Linked DNA regions of Gossypium hirsutum: region 1 is linked to region 2. The links are chromatin contacts, called in public Hi-C maps. All regions are on one chromosome and are shown on one strand. The core of a region is the stretch at or near the end of the contact, and the rest is flanking DNA. Distances in the headings are between cores, read along the strand shown.

Evidence for each region. A called contact is a pair of places that touch in the nucleus more often than the background predicts.
Region 1: a contact with region 2 is called in a Hi-C map of leaf, with 3 times the contacts expected there. The contact joins the promoter of LOC107899984 here to the promoter of LOC107899435 in region 2. A contact is called at or near these places in 10 of 34 Hi-C or Micro-C datasets (anther, callus, hypocotyl and 2 more).

What each region holds. Positions count from the first base shown.
Region 1 is chrA11:64,296,361-64,303,243 of Gossypium_hirsutum_v2.1, reverse strand. LOC107899984 reads right to left here and starts at 4,248. Exons shown (of 2, transcript XM_016825719.2): 1 at 3,927-4,248; 2 at 2,140-3,583. The coding sequence starts at 3,576. The coding sequence ends at 2,509.
Region 2 is chrA11:63,832,172-63,838,335 of Gossypium_hirsutum_v2.1, reverse strand. It overlaps LOC107899435 (LOB domain-containing protein 38), which reads right to left and starts at 1,389. Exons shown (of 2, transcript XM_016825154.2): 1 at 774-1,389; 2 at 1-675. The coding sequence starts at 957. The coding sequence ends at 161.

The sequences.
Region 1 (6,883 bases), core at 2,999-5,498, 460 kb before region 2:
TTCATAATTGAATGATTACTAATAATTGAGTAAGTGAAAGTGTAAATTACGCAAGAAGAAAGAGTTAAAAAACACATAAAATAATGATTTAATGTATAAGAAGACATGGAAACTGCATTAATTGTTATTTATTGTAACATGTTAAACATGAATTATTGGTAGAAAAGATAAAAACTAAGTATTAATGAATCATTAGGCATTAATTAATATATTAAGATAGATAATGATGAATGATGGTGGAATCTCTGAATCTAACCATTATTTTATGGTTGCATATTAGTCGGTGGAACAACACGCCATGTTCCTTTCTTTTCATTAACACTTAATTCTTTACGGATCTACTTACAATTATTGTCTTAGACAAACAAATGAAGCACCTATTGTCTTTTGAGACCAACAATTAGGATTAACAACATTTATCATTTTGACTTTTCCTTTTTTATTTTTATTTTTTATAATTTATTATTTTCAAAATTTTATGCGATATCATTGTACATGTACAATTATGTCAACTTTTTATTTTTACATAATACTAATAGAAAAATAATGTTATTTTAAATAATACATTTAACAAATATTGTTTAAGATTAAATTTTCAAATTTTGAAAAAGTATATAGAGTTAAATATAAGCAAAATCACAAGTTATACATAGTATGATACTAACAACAAAAATTAACCCAATACATTTAACTGCTATTATTTAAGTCAATACTTAAATTTTAAAATTTGAAAAATAGAATGATAAACATTAATAAAATTAGAATACAAGAACTAAATCTGACATTTATTTTAAAATAATAATATATTATTGAAATAGTTATTTTAAAGAAGTCTATGTAAGTAGTAATAATAATGATGAAAAAGAGAAAAGCTTTTGTTGTTTTCAGCCTCAACAACCAAAAAATTTCAAACAAGTCTTTAAAATATTGCTGAATTCAAGAAAAAGAAATAAAACAAAATAAAATTATGTGTGCAAGACGAATGGGATACTGAAAAGGGACACGAAACATTGAAGAATCGAACCAATTAGGGGAAACAGCATGATGTGGCTTAGACAACAGCTTAGGGTTAGGAGTCAGATCTCTCTCTTTTTAATTTTTGTATTTAGATAATGGGGGCTGGCTGATGTTATGATTTTGGATACATTGTCCGATCCAGCCACTACTTGCTGTCATGTTGAGCTTAGCCACACAAACTCATCGTGTCTCTTTGTGTCTTTATTTTAACATTTTGCCTTGTCTTCTTTCTGGATTTTTAGATTCGATTGTATGTAGGTCCCCATCATTTTAAGCCTATGGAAAATTGATGTCTTAATCTTGTAAGTCAAGGAGGGAAAATTACAAGACACCTACAACAAGAAGAGTTCAACTATGCTTTGCTTTTATAAACAGGCATCAATGCTAAGCTCAGCTCATCAAATCAGAATTTGCATAAGTTTCAATCCATAAAATGATCTTCCCACTCACTGCAAGTGTTAGTTAAGTTTAGCCGTTTATTTAGCTCACTTTTAAGCATCGGTAATAGGCAATATTCGGTTCGGTATTTCTCTAGATCCGATCCTGCATACAATGAGGGAAACATAAGAAGTGCATGACAGGAGCAAGTACCACTGGACCACCTCGATTGAGATATCAGCCTTGGGGTTGGTCATCAAGACAATGTTTCACCTCCTTAACCGCTTTTTGTTCCTCCTACACGAGCAAATGGCTTCTATAAAACCATGTTCTCTATTATTTGCGCTATATGCCCAAACAATATCCAACTAGAAATGCAGAAAACACGAAAGGCTCGAGTTCTGCACTGGCATGCCATAAAAAGGAGAGCAGACTGATCTCATAAAAGTACGAATGACGACTTTTGCAATGATATGATTCAAAAAGTCCACAGGTAAAGGCGTAATGAGAAAGAAATACAAAAAGTGAAAAACATCCATCTCATGTAAGGATATACAGAGCTTCGCACAACGAATGATTTTCAGCATTCAAATGCACTGCTCTGGATATAAGTTCATTTATGCTGGCAGGGCAATTAACTACCGCATAGATGCATATATCAATGTAAAACAATGACAAACCACATCAGAGGGAAGGAAATAGTAGATAATGAAAGGTCATATGACAAATTCAACAAGATCAAGCTGAAAGCTAAAATATATGCTTTATTATTACGAAAATATGTCTTCAGTTAACTACAGCAACTATAGGTAACAGGTGGAGATAATTGCTAACCTATTTCTAACGGGTAGATTCTTACAAAGTGTCAATATAATTGGATTTCTCCATGTTAAGCTGTCAAACCTCGAGGATAAATCAGAGCCATGACCTGTATACAACCTAATTGGCTTGATCCAAAACCCCCTTTGGCCTTTATACTTATTTACTTCATCCGTTCTAAAAAATGGAATAATCAAGATCAATGTTAGAGCATACTTCGTAACTGAAATAACTCAAAATTGCTCTAGCACCGGAACCTGGTTCAACTCGAACCAATGGATAGTGAGTTCCGGCTCACTCTTCTGAAGCATGCAGGCACACCTTCTCAAGTTTTGTTGGCCAATCCACCCCAAGGAGAGGGGAGTTTATTTCCATTGCAACTCGAAAGTCTAACATTGATACAGAAATGGACCCATTCTGTTTTTGAGCATATCTCAAAGGCCAAATCCCGTTCAAAGAGACTGTGGACCAATTGTGACCTTGGTCAATAAGTTTCTGTCTGGACCTTGAACCAGCCAATTCCAAACAGGGTTTTATCAATCTCTTCATGAAAACATCAAGGCTACTGTTCAACAAATTGGGACAATCTACTGACATGTTTAATCCCTCCATCTCTAACTTCTTTTCCAACCTTTTTCTCAAAGAACCGGTGTCAGGTAGTTCACCTTTGCAATGACATGTCTCAGAAGTGGATGCTAATCCGTTCCATGCCACTTTTCGCATTCCTTTAGCATCCAAAGATATGCCAAGCGGAGCTCTAACAGGACTCCTACTGCGAATGCTTGGGCTTCCTGCAACTTGATCAACTTCCTCTCCTTCTTCCAAGGACATAGGTGGTCTGCTACCCAAAGAAAGCAACTCGGTAGCACTTTGCTGTTCTTGAACTCTTGGAACTGCATCTTCACAAACAGTACCACGGCTCTTCCCATGAGGCCCTAAAGGACTTGGATGGTTGTGATCACGGAGATTTGTAGTCCTTCCCTTACGAGGGGATTGAGGAAAGTCTTTGCACATTGACTTAAGATTACTTCTTTGATACCCATTCGCCGCTTTAACACTTAAAGCACTTTCCAATTTGTTCCCTGTTGATGGATGATTCTTCGAAAGAGAAGCATTTCTAATAATCGATCTGAGGAGATGATTATGAAGACGAACATTTTCTCTCCCAATTATACCAATGCAGAGCCTATCAAACTCGGGTTTCCCAATCTTAAGACTCAAAAATCTAGTGAGCAGATTAAAGTACTTCTCAGTTTTTATAGGCCCAATCTTCCGTTCAATCTGAGATTTCAGCTCTAAAGTATCTACTAGAGAAAAATGCCGTCGACCCGGCATTTCAGTTTCCAAGTTCATCACTGTCATCCAAAATCTAAAATTTCAGCCAAAAAAAAAAATCAACTTCCAAATGAAAATCCTACTTAATTATCAATCAAAGTCACCACCAAAACCCCATGCCATTCTCTAAGATAGCAAGACGGGACCAAAAAATACTAAAATTCAAACAAAACAAACAAAACCCATATGAAAAACTGCATTAAGAATAAGTAACTTCATTTAACTAATAAATCATTCAAAAACCACAAATCAAAGAGAAACCCAGAAAGATAAATCTACAAAATTTGAAACTACCAGTCTCAAACAAAGAAACAGTAAAGCAGTAATGGTAAGCAACGGAAAAAGAAAATGTAAAATAGAAACAAAGCAAAACCCACCTGAATTAAGGAACTATATAACTAAATTCAAAGAAGTTGAACTGAATTTGCAGCAAAAAAGAAAAGCATTATTAATCAATCAGAAGCTTGTGAAAGTAGAGAGCAAAGAGATTAGGGCAATAAGCTTTGAAAGCTTCTATTGAAGTGATCATGGTCAAAGAAACATGTGCGTTTTGAAAACGGGTGTAAACTATGCTAAGTGCTAAGCTGGTGAGCTTTGGGTCGAATGTTGGATTGTCCAATCAGCGTCTCAGTTTTTGCGTAATTTAGAATTAAGCCTTCCGAATATAATGCAGTTTCCGGGAGGAAAAAGAAAATATCTATCAACAAAGGTCAAAGCTCCAACTATTTTCAATAAATCCAATTTTGACGAAAAATATTTTAACTAAAAGAAAAAAGGGATTTATTAATCAATACAATATCTAATAAGAAACAAGCTATTAAATATAAGGAATTTAAGAAAATTTATTTGATGTAATTTTTAGACAGTTAAGTAAAAAAAATACAAAAAAAAGAGAGTTATTTTTAATTTTATTTTGGAGTTAAAAAAAATATTTTTATTAATAATACTTTGACTTAATGGTAAGGTATATGTTTTGGAAATTTGGAATTTTATTATGGGTAAATTTTTACTTCAAATTTTATTATGTTTTAATTTTCATCACGTATGAATCATGTTCAAATCTATTCTAATTACAATCGAGATATATTTTAATTTAGAAATGTTGCTCAACTAATTTTTGGCCATGCTTAAGTTTGATTTTTTTAATCTTAGGTAAACCCGACCCAACTTAGTTCACTCTTCGAACATAATCATGATAGAATTTAGTGCTGTTCACCTAGTATTCCTGAAAACTAGATAAAATTATCATAGGTATAAAATTACTAACATGAACAATAAGGGCATAAGTTTCACGTACACCTACCAATAAAGGCTCATAAACATTATTCTCTAAAAAGAATGTTCTTATATTTCACGATAATATAATAGTTAAGATACTCGAAAATATATAAACAATTAATGTGAGTTATTAAATAATTAAAAATATGAAAAAAAAGACATACAATAGAATTATAAACGATGAAAATAATGTCAATATAAGAACATTTTCAATTATACAATTATACAATTATGAAAATATATAAACAATTAAAAATATGAAAAAAATACAATTATGAAAATATCAAAACATTTTCAATTCATAATCATAATCATGTACAATAGATACTTAAGGCCCCTAACTACATGTCTTGGGCTTATATAGAGTCAAATACAGAGTTAGGATTTGAATCCAATTTTGATGGTTACACGACTTAAGATGATCCACACGGGCCTGGCGATACGGGCGTGTGAACACTGGAGTTAATTTTTCAAATTTAATTGCAAGCCAGATAGTTACACAGGTCATAGACATGGCCATGTGCGAGACACGACCTGTCACACAGGCGTGTGTGAGATTGTGTGCCCTACACGGCCTCGCACACGGGCATGAGAGAAGCAAAAGAAAATCACACACGGCCTGACACGCGGTTGTGTGTGACACACGGCCATGTTTGAGGCTGTGTGACCACTAGGCTTTGAGTTTTAAATCACACACGACCTGAGGGAGTGGCACATGAGCATGTGACACAACTGTGTAGCCCAATAGGGGCCTAAACATGATCGTGTCCCTTTAAAACCCTAATTTTTCATTTTCTTTTTATTTTGTCTTCTTCCTTCTTCACTTCTTTCCCTTAACGACCACACTACCTTTACCCCATTTGACCCCCCATTATGGCCACAGTCGTCCTTGCCCCCTTTTTCTCTCACTCCCATTCACACCTCCCACCGTCGCCCAAGCCCTTCCCTTCTCATCCTAACCGCTCCTTTCTCCTTCCTTCTCCTTCACGATTCCCCCCTTTCCCCTTTCCCTTCATTTTCCTTTTTCCCTTCCCCAACCACCCCTAACCAAAACCCCCCTCCCCTCCCTCCCATCGCACCCTTCCCTCTCCACTATCCACCACTTGCCTTCCCCCTTTTCCTTTTCTTCCATGCACGATCTCCCCTTTCCCCCGTCCCTCCTCATCACTCCACCAACTCAAAACTCAGTCGTCACCGTCCCTAACCACCGCACAAACACCCTCTCGTCGGCCCACCTTCGACCACAACAGCGCACTACCCCATCGACCACCACTGCCGTTTGCCACCATCACCCATCGGTTCCTCACTGTCTATTCTTTTTCCTTTTATTATTATTATTATTATTTATTGTTATTATATTTATTTGTTTTACTATTCCTACATTTTTTGTGTTATTTTCATTATCATTTTTATTGTTCTTATTTTTAGTTTTAGTTCTAGTAAGATTTGTTTAATCAATTTTTTAATTTTTAATTTTATTATTTTTATTATTATTTATTTTCTTTAGTTTTTTCTGTTATTATGTTTAGTCTTATTTCTTTTACTGTTATTATTATTATTATTATTATTATTATTATTATTAGTTTTAGCTTTAGTTTCTCTTGATTTATTTTCATTCTGTGCTTGTGTTATTCTTCGTGTGTTGGTATGCCTACTCAAGAAATTTAGTAACTAGTTTTTGCATGGTTAAGTATTAGTACATATTATTTTAGGAGTAGATTTTCTATTTAGGTAGCTTGGATTTTGATATTCGTCATGAGAGGATTGTTAGTAACGTATTTTAATTTGCACATTGATTCATCAATCTCTCTGTTTGTTTAATTGGCGATACTTATTTTATTACTTTTTTGATATTAGACTATTTTACTTTTTTTAGGCACACCATAACGAACACACGCGGCAAATCTAAGGTCGTCATCCCTACTTCAAAAAAGTGGAAGACTCCGGGTACGACCTCGTCTTCGGGGGCTTCCGTCGATGCATGCCATCTATGTTTACGATTTTCACAGGGTCCTCAGGAGGACCTATATTAGCATCTTCGATAGTGGCCACTAGG
Region 2 (6,164 bases), core at 140-2,639:
CCGATAATACACAAACTCGCCGGAAAATTCATTTCCGGGGAAACACCTCCCCAGAAGTATCCAAAAATAATCTAAACCCCGGTTGCGGTGGTGGTAGCGGTAGAAATGAAGAATATTACATCGAAACTAGATCATTCCAAAAAAAAAAAAACCCTCCTCTTCAAACAAACAACTTGAGTAATTTTTTATCAGTTCCTCTGCTGCCTTGCCCTTGTTGATCTGCAAAAACACTTTCGAAGCACGTCGTCGTCACAGATTCCTCCGAGTTCATAGACGGAGTCCCTGGTCGTCGATTATCGGTAGCTCGCTTGCCTGTAAAGCTCGGGGTCAAGCCAAGATCTAGATCAGAGGGCTGTAGTTTCTTGAATTCTTCTTCGACTCTTTTACGCTTGGGTGAAACCCTGGATCTCGAATTTGAGAATCGACAGTTGGAGTTGAGATTCGTGGATGTCTCTCGCAATTTCCACATGTCCGTGCACGTGGCTTCGGACGTTTTGTCGGATGCTGGCGTCGGAGACATGAGTTCAGGCATGGAACGTAGAGATCCTCCTCGCAGGACGGTTTCCACCGCCGCTTGGCAAACGTGCCAGTTTCCGGTCCACAAAAGCCCCACGGCTCCGTTCACAGGGTTCACTGTTCTCCCACAAGCTTCGAGCAACAGCGACTGGAATAAAGCTGATCCAAAGATTAAGAAGCAATTGGAGTCAGAATTTGGTATGAGAAACAATAAGAGAAGAACAAAAAGAGAGAAAAGATAGAGGGCATGGGCATACCAGGGCGTTGAGATTCAGGAACGGCGGAAATAAAGGACATGAGACCAGCACGGCCGAAAAACTTGGCAACGAAAACAGTGGCGTAGCCTTGAGCTTCAGGGCTCTCAATCCATTGCAAACAAGGACGTAATATACAAGACTCACTGCAGCCTTTCCGTAAGACTCGGCAGCCGTTGCAACTCATGATCGGACTCAAGATTCAAGACTCAACTCAACAACTATGTAGTACTACACTTTTCCTGGCTTAGCATGAAAACCAATGTACTCTCTGAAACTTGGTTGCGCAGGCAGGGTGGCTGGCTGGTGTTAACAATGGAGAAATGGAAGAGAGAGAGAATAAGGGTGAGAAATGAGAGAGGAAGGAGGGTTTTAAAGAGGCGGGGAGGGGGGAAGGGAGACTAAACCCAGGAGTTGAGTTGAGTTAGGGGGTTGGGTTAGCGGGGAGTAGTGGGTTTAGTGTGGGAACAGTGCCTTGGGATGAGGGGAAGTGAAGAGGTTATAGATTCCAAAGTCCTGGGCATGAGCGGCCCCGTGTTTCCGCGAATGCTTGTCGCTCCACCGTTGGAAAATTTCTTTTCCCTTTTACATAAGATTCCCCTACTTCCCAGTTTTAAGTTTTCTTATATTTATTTTTTTAAAAAATAATTAACTGGTCAAATTTATTACAATTATTAACTTTATATTTCAGTCCAAATTATTAATATTTATAAAAATTTTAAAGTTAATTACTGTAATTTTCATTTTAAATTGATTTTTAAACTTTAAAGTTAAAAATGGTTTTGTACTCTTCTATATATTTTTATATAATTAATAATTTACTGTAATTCTCATTTTAAATTGGTTCTTAAACTTTAAAGTTAAAAATGATTTTGTACTCTTCTATATATTTTTGTATAATTAATGATTTAATTATTTAACTTCTGAATTTTTTGATATAATAATACTTTTCATGCATATACATTTTCAAATCGATCTGATATATTTATCATATCGATCTAAAAAGTGTATATATTAATATTTATTGAACAAATTAAAGTTTTTTAAACAGACCTTATTTTTTTATCTAAGCCTATTTTTCGAATCTAATTTTTTCTCAAACCCTCCCACATTTCGAGTGGACCTTCAAGCCGGGCCAGGTGGCCCGACCCATGAATAAGCCTAAAGTGAATCCCTCTCCATGAATTACAATATATATATTTATCATTACCTCAAGTTAATTTGTTTTTTATTTGAATATAGTGAAAAAAATTAGTTACTAAAATAGATATTTTTAAGGTTGTTTTTTAGAATAGTAGTTTAATATTCACGAGTGTCAGGTTTCTTTAAGAGTAAAGCAGTTGATTTTATTTCCAAGCCCAAGATTCTCGGAAAGTACAAAAAGTGCATCTAGTGTATATTCAAAGATCTTGACACCTACAAGTGTCGAGTTGATTGCAAAATAAACACCAGGGTATTTTCATTTAGTGATGACTATTAGCTTTTTAATTGTATTTAATAAAAGAAGACCTTAACACTCATGAATGTCGAGTTATATATAATTTGTTTGCATTTAATTTTTGACTTTTAAGGATTTTAACCTTAAAAAGTAGTGTTCAAGTCTACTTTAATTAAAATTTTATCAGTTTGGAAAACATAACTCTAATAAATGTATTCACAAGAACATAATGGGTGTTGAGTTCTTCTATATTTTAAATTTCATCATTTGGGGTTAACCTAATCTTAGTAAATTCATTCAATGGACATCGAAACACATAGATGTCGAGTTCTATATAATTTTTTTACCATGCCTATAAATAGCCTTTCCCTTCATTGATTTTTTCACACAACCAAAACTTTTTTTACATCATTGTTGAGTTTCACAAAATTTTTTGACGGAATAAGTTGGTGACTGCAAACTCACTATTGTCTTCAATCGAACATTAATTCAAATTGAGCAATTTGTGAGCATATTCAAGAAATTTTTGCCCATGTGTGTTAAGTTTGAGTGTCCAATAATAGCTTGGCTACTCATATGTAGATAGATAATAGCTCAGTAGATAAAAACTATCAGGTTCACCTTGCAGCTCAGATTATTAGCACATTCGGATTCATATTAACCTTTTCTTGGGCTTGGTACTCAAATTCAGTAAATTCACCAATATTATCATCATGATATTCTGGTTTTGGGAACACCTCAAATGAAGAAGGTTAGGTTTCTTCCTTGATTGCATTTGTAATGACCTGGTTTCCAATGGTGTCGAAAATTGTGATTTTGAGACCTTGTTTTCTATAACTCAAGTTAGTAAATATTAAATAGAGATATTTATGGAGTTACTATATAGATGAATTGAAATTCGATTAAAAAATTTAGATGAAATTGTGGTTAATTAAGGTCCATGGACTAAATTGTAAAATTCCAATCGCTATAGATTTTTAATTAGGAATGACTTAGGGACCTAGATAGTAATTATCCTATGGACTAAAATGGCTATTAAACCATTGTTTTCATATAGCCAGTGGATGGTAATGATAAACTGTTTAAGGTTAAGTTATTAATTAAAAATAGTTTAATTAAAGAATAAATTAAGATTAACTAAGGATTAATATTAGTATATAAAGAAAACACTTACTGGGAAGTTGTCATCTTCCTCCCTTAAGCCATCGAAACCATTAGAAAGAAAAAAAGAAGAAGAAAACTTTAACTTAGTTTGAACATTCGACCACTATATTTAAGTAAGTCACTAGCCATTTTTCTTGAATTTTTATGGAAACTAAATCATGAGAGCTTGATTTAGCTAGCTCATATATCAATTTTTTCAATTTTTGAAGTTTTTATAAGTTTCCATTGTTGAGAATTGGATTAATTAAGTGTGAAATTGATAGAAATTAAGTTTAGTTAATGAAAAGGACTAAATTGTAAAATCTAATTGTTAGTTTCGTAGGAACCAAATTGAATAAAATGAAAAAATATTATGAAATTTTAGTAATAATAGAAATTAGGAGGTTCCTAATGAGTATATGTGAAATTGGATTTTAATTTAAAGCTTTAGATCGAAAGTTATGCTTGTCCTAGGTTTAAGGATTAAATTGAATAAATTGTAAAATATGCTTGATATTCTATTTGATTGTGAATTGAATTAAAATTGATGTGTTATATGTTTTGTGATTATACGTAGCCAACATCGATGCAAAACCTTCGAAAAGAAAAAGAAAAACGAAAGTTGTTAATGAGTGACTCGAAAATTTGGTTTGTATTTTTATGGTTCGTGATCAATTTAGTTATTCTATATTCATGACATTTTACATTATATGGTATTGAGGTGAGTTGTCAGTGATTATTTAAATTGAATTGTTATGGTTGAGATTGAATATTGAGATAAGGACTAAATTGAATAGAATGAAAATTTCATGAATTAATTGATATATGATAATTGGTGTGAATTTGTGTTGGAATATGCTATATAATATGATGAATTGATGATAAATCAGGAATGGTTGAAAGTGAATTGATCTATATAATAAAATAAAAAATTTGGTTACCCTATTAGCTGTTCGAGTAGAGTCAGATATAGTTGGCATTAGGGGTGAACGTTCGATCGAATAGAGTAAATTTTTTTTTAGTTAGTCTAGTTGAAAAGTCTTATTTTATCTTCCTAACTCAATTTAAAATTTTTTTCAAATCAAGTCGAGTGAAATGAAATTTGAGTCGAGTAGAGTAGAGTCGAACCAAACTGAGTGAAATTGTTTGAGTTAAACTAAAAAAAATTAAACATGTTAAATTAAAATCTTGTTACATTATGATTAATTCCATGTTAGAGCACATAATTTTGAAACCATATATATTTGAGAACTTTTTCAAAGTAAAATAATAAAAAATAAGATACTTTAGTATAATAAACTTGAACCATTAATTAACTTATTTAGGTCCCAAAAATATTATTTTAGAAAATTTTTAAAATTTTAACTTTCTTCATATATATTTAGAACTTTTTGAAAATTATTTTGAATTTTTGAAAATCAATTTGAATTGTTTTTATAATTTTTGTTAAGAGAGACCAACTCGCTTATTTCCAAAATTGGCAGGGACTAAGAGACTTTTTACACTAATCTGTTATTCGAATTATTCAAATTAATTGAATTACAAAATTTAACTTGACTGAAACTCGAAACTTGAATTACTTATTCGAGTTTACTCAAATAACTTGATTGGATGAACTCAAAATTCAATTTTTTTAATCGAATTGAGTTTTTCTCACCCTAATTGGCATGTCATAGGGTCAAGATATTGATTAGAAACCATCATTTCTCAGGAACCCCAGGTGGTTGATTGTACATATAAATTCATCATTGCTGTAACACCCCATACATGACCCGATTGCCAATCTGTTATTCAAATTATTCGAGTCATTTGAATTACAAATTTTAACTCGACTCGAATTCAAAATTCAAATTACTTATCCGAGTGTACTCAAATAGCCCTATTGGATGAACTCAAAATTTGATTTTTTTCCCAATTTTTTCGAATCAAATTTAGTTTTTCTCACCCCTAGTTGGCATGCCATATGGTCAAGATATTTATTAGAAACCATCATTTTTAAGCAACCCCGGGTAATAGATTGTACATATAAAGTCATTATTGTTGTAACACCCCATACACGACCCGATTGTCTGGTTTGAGTTATAAGGTGCACATACATTGTCAAAGCAACTATGATCAATTTACATTCGAATTAAATTATTAAACAATTAATTATAAGCAAAACAAATGCATAAAATGATTTGTATTCATTTTCGGGTCTTATACAAGCTTGTGAAAGCTCTATAACTAACTCGAAGTTGAATTATGATCAATTCATAATGTTTTCAAAATTCCAGGTGGACGTCGCAACGACAGGGTTCCTCGTCACAATGCAATATACTGACTTGGCTTCTCATTGCAACGACCATGCTCGATATCACGTTTTGACATACTGCTCAGATCTCATCGCAAAGAAAAATGCTTGGCGTCATGACATGACATATTGATTCTCAAGATACCAATTAGCTCCAACAGGCTACACTTAACAAAATAATTATTTTCAAATACAATTCACCAAATCAACCAAAAGATACCATTTACAAAGATTTAATCCTAGAAGATTTCATCACTTATGTCTTTAAACTAGCTAAACACATACAATAGTTAAACATGTAGCACCCCTTGCCCGATCCAATCATCGGCCTGAACTACAGGAGGTTACCACGCAAAACTCGCATAGCATTTACGTACATTAAACATTGCATGGCGAACCATGTCGTGAACTAAAAGGTCATGGATCGTTCTAACAGATATAATGGCTATGCAAAGTATTTCAGATGGTAAAACTGTGGATTATTCTGCGAACACAACTTTTGCAAGAAGTATGGCGAATA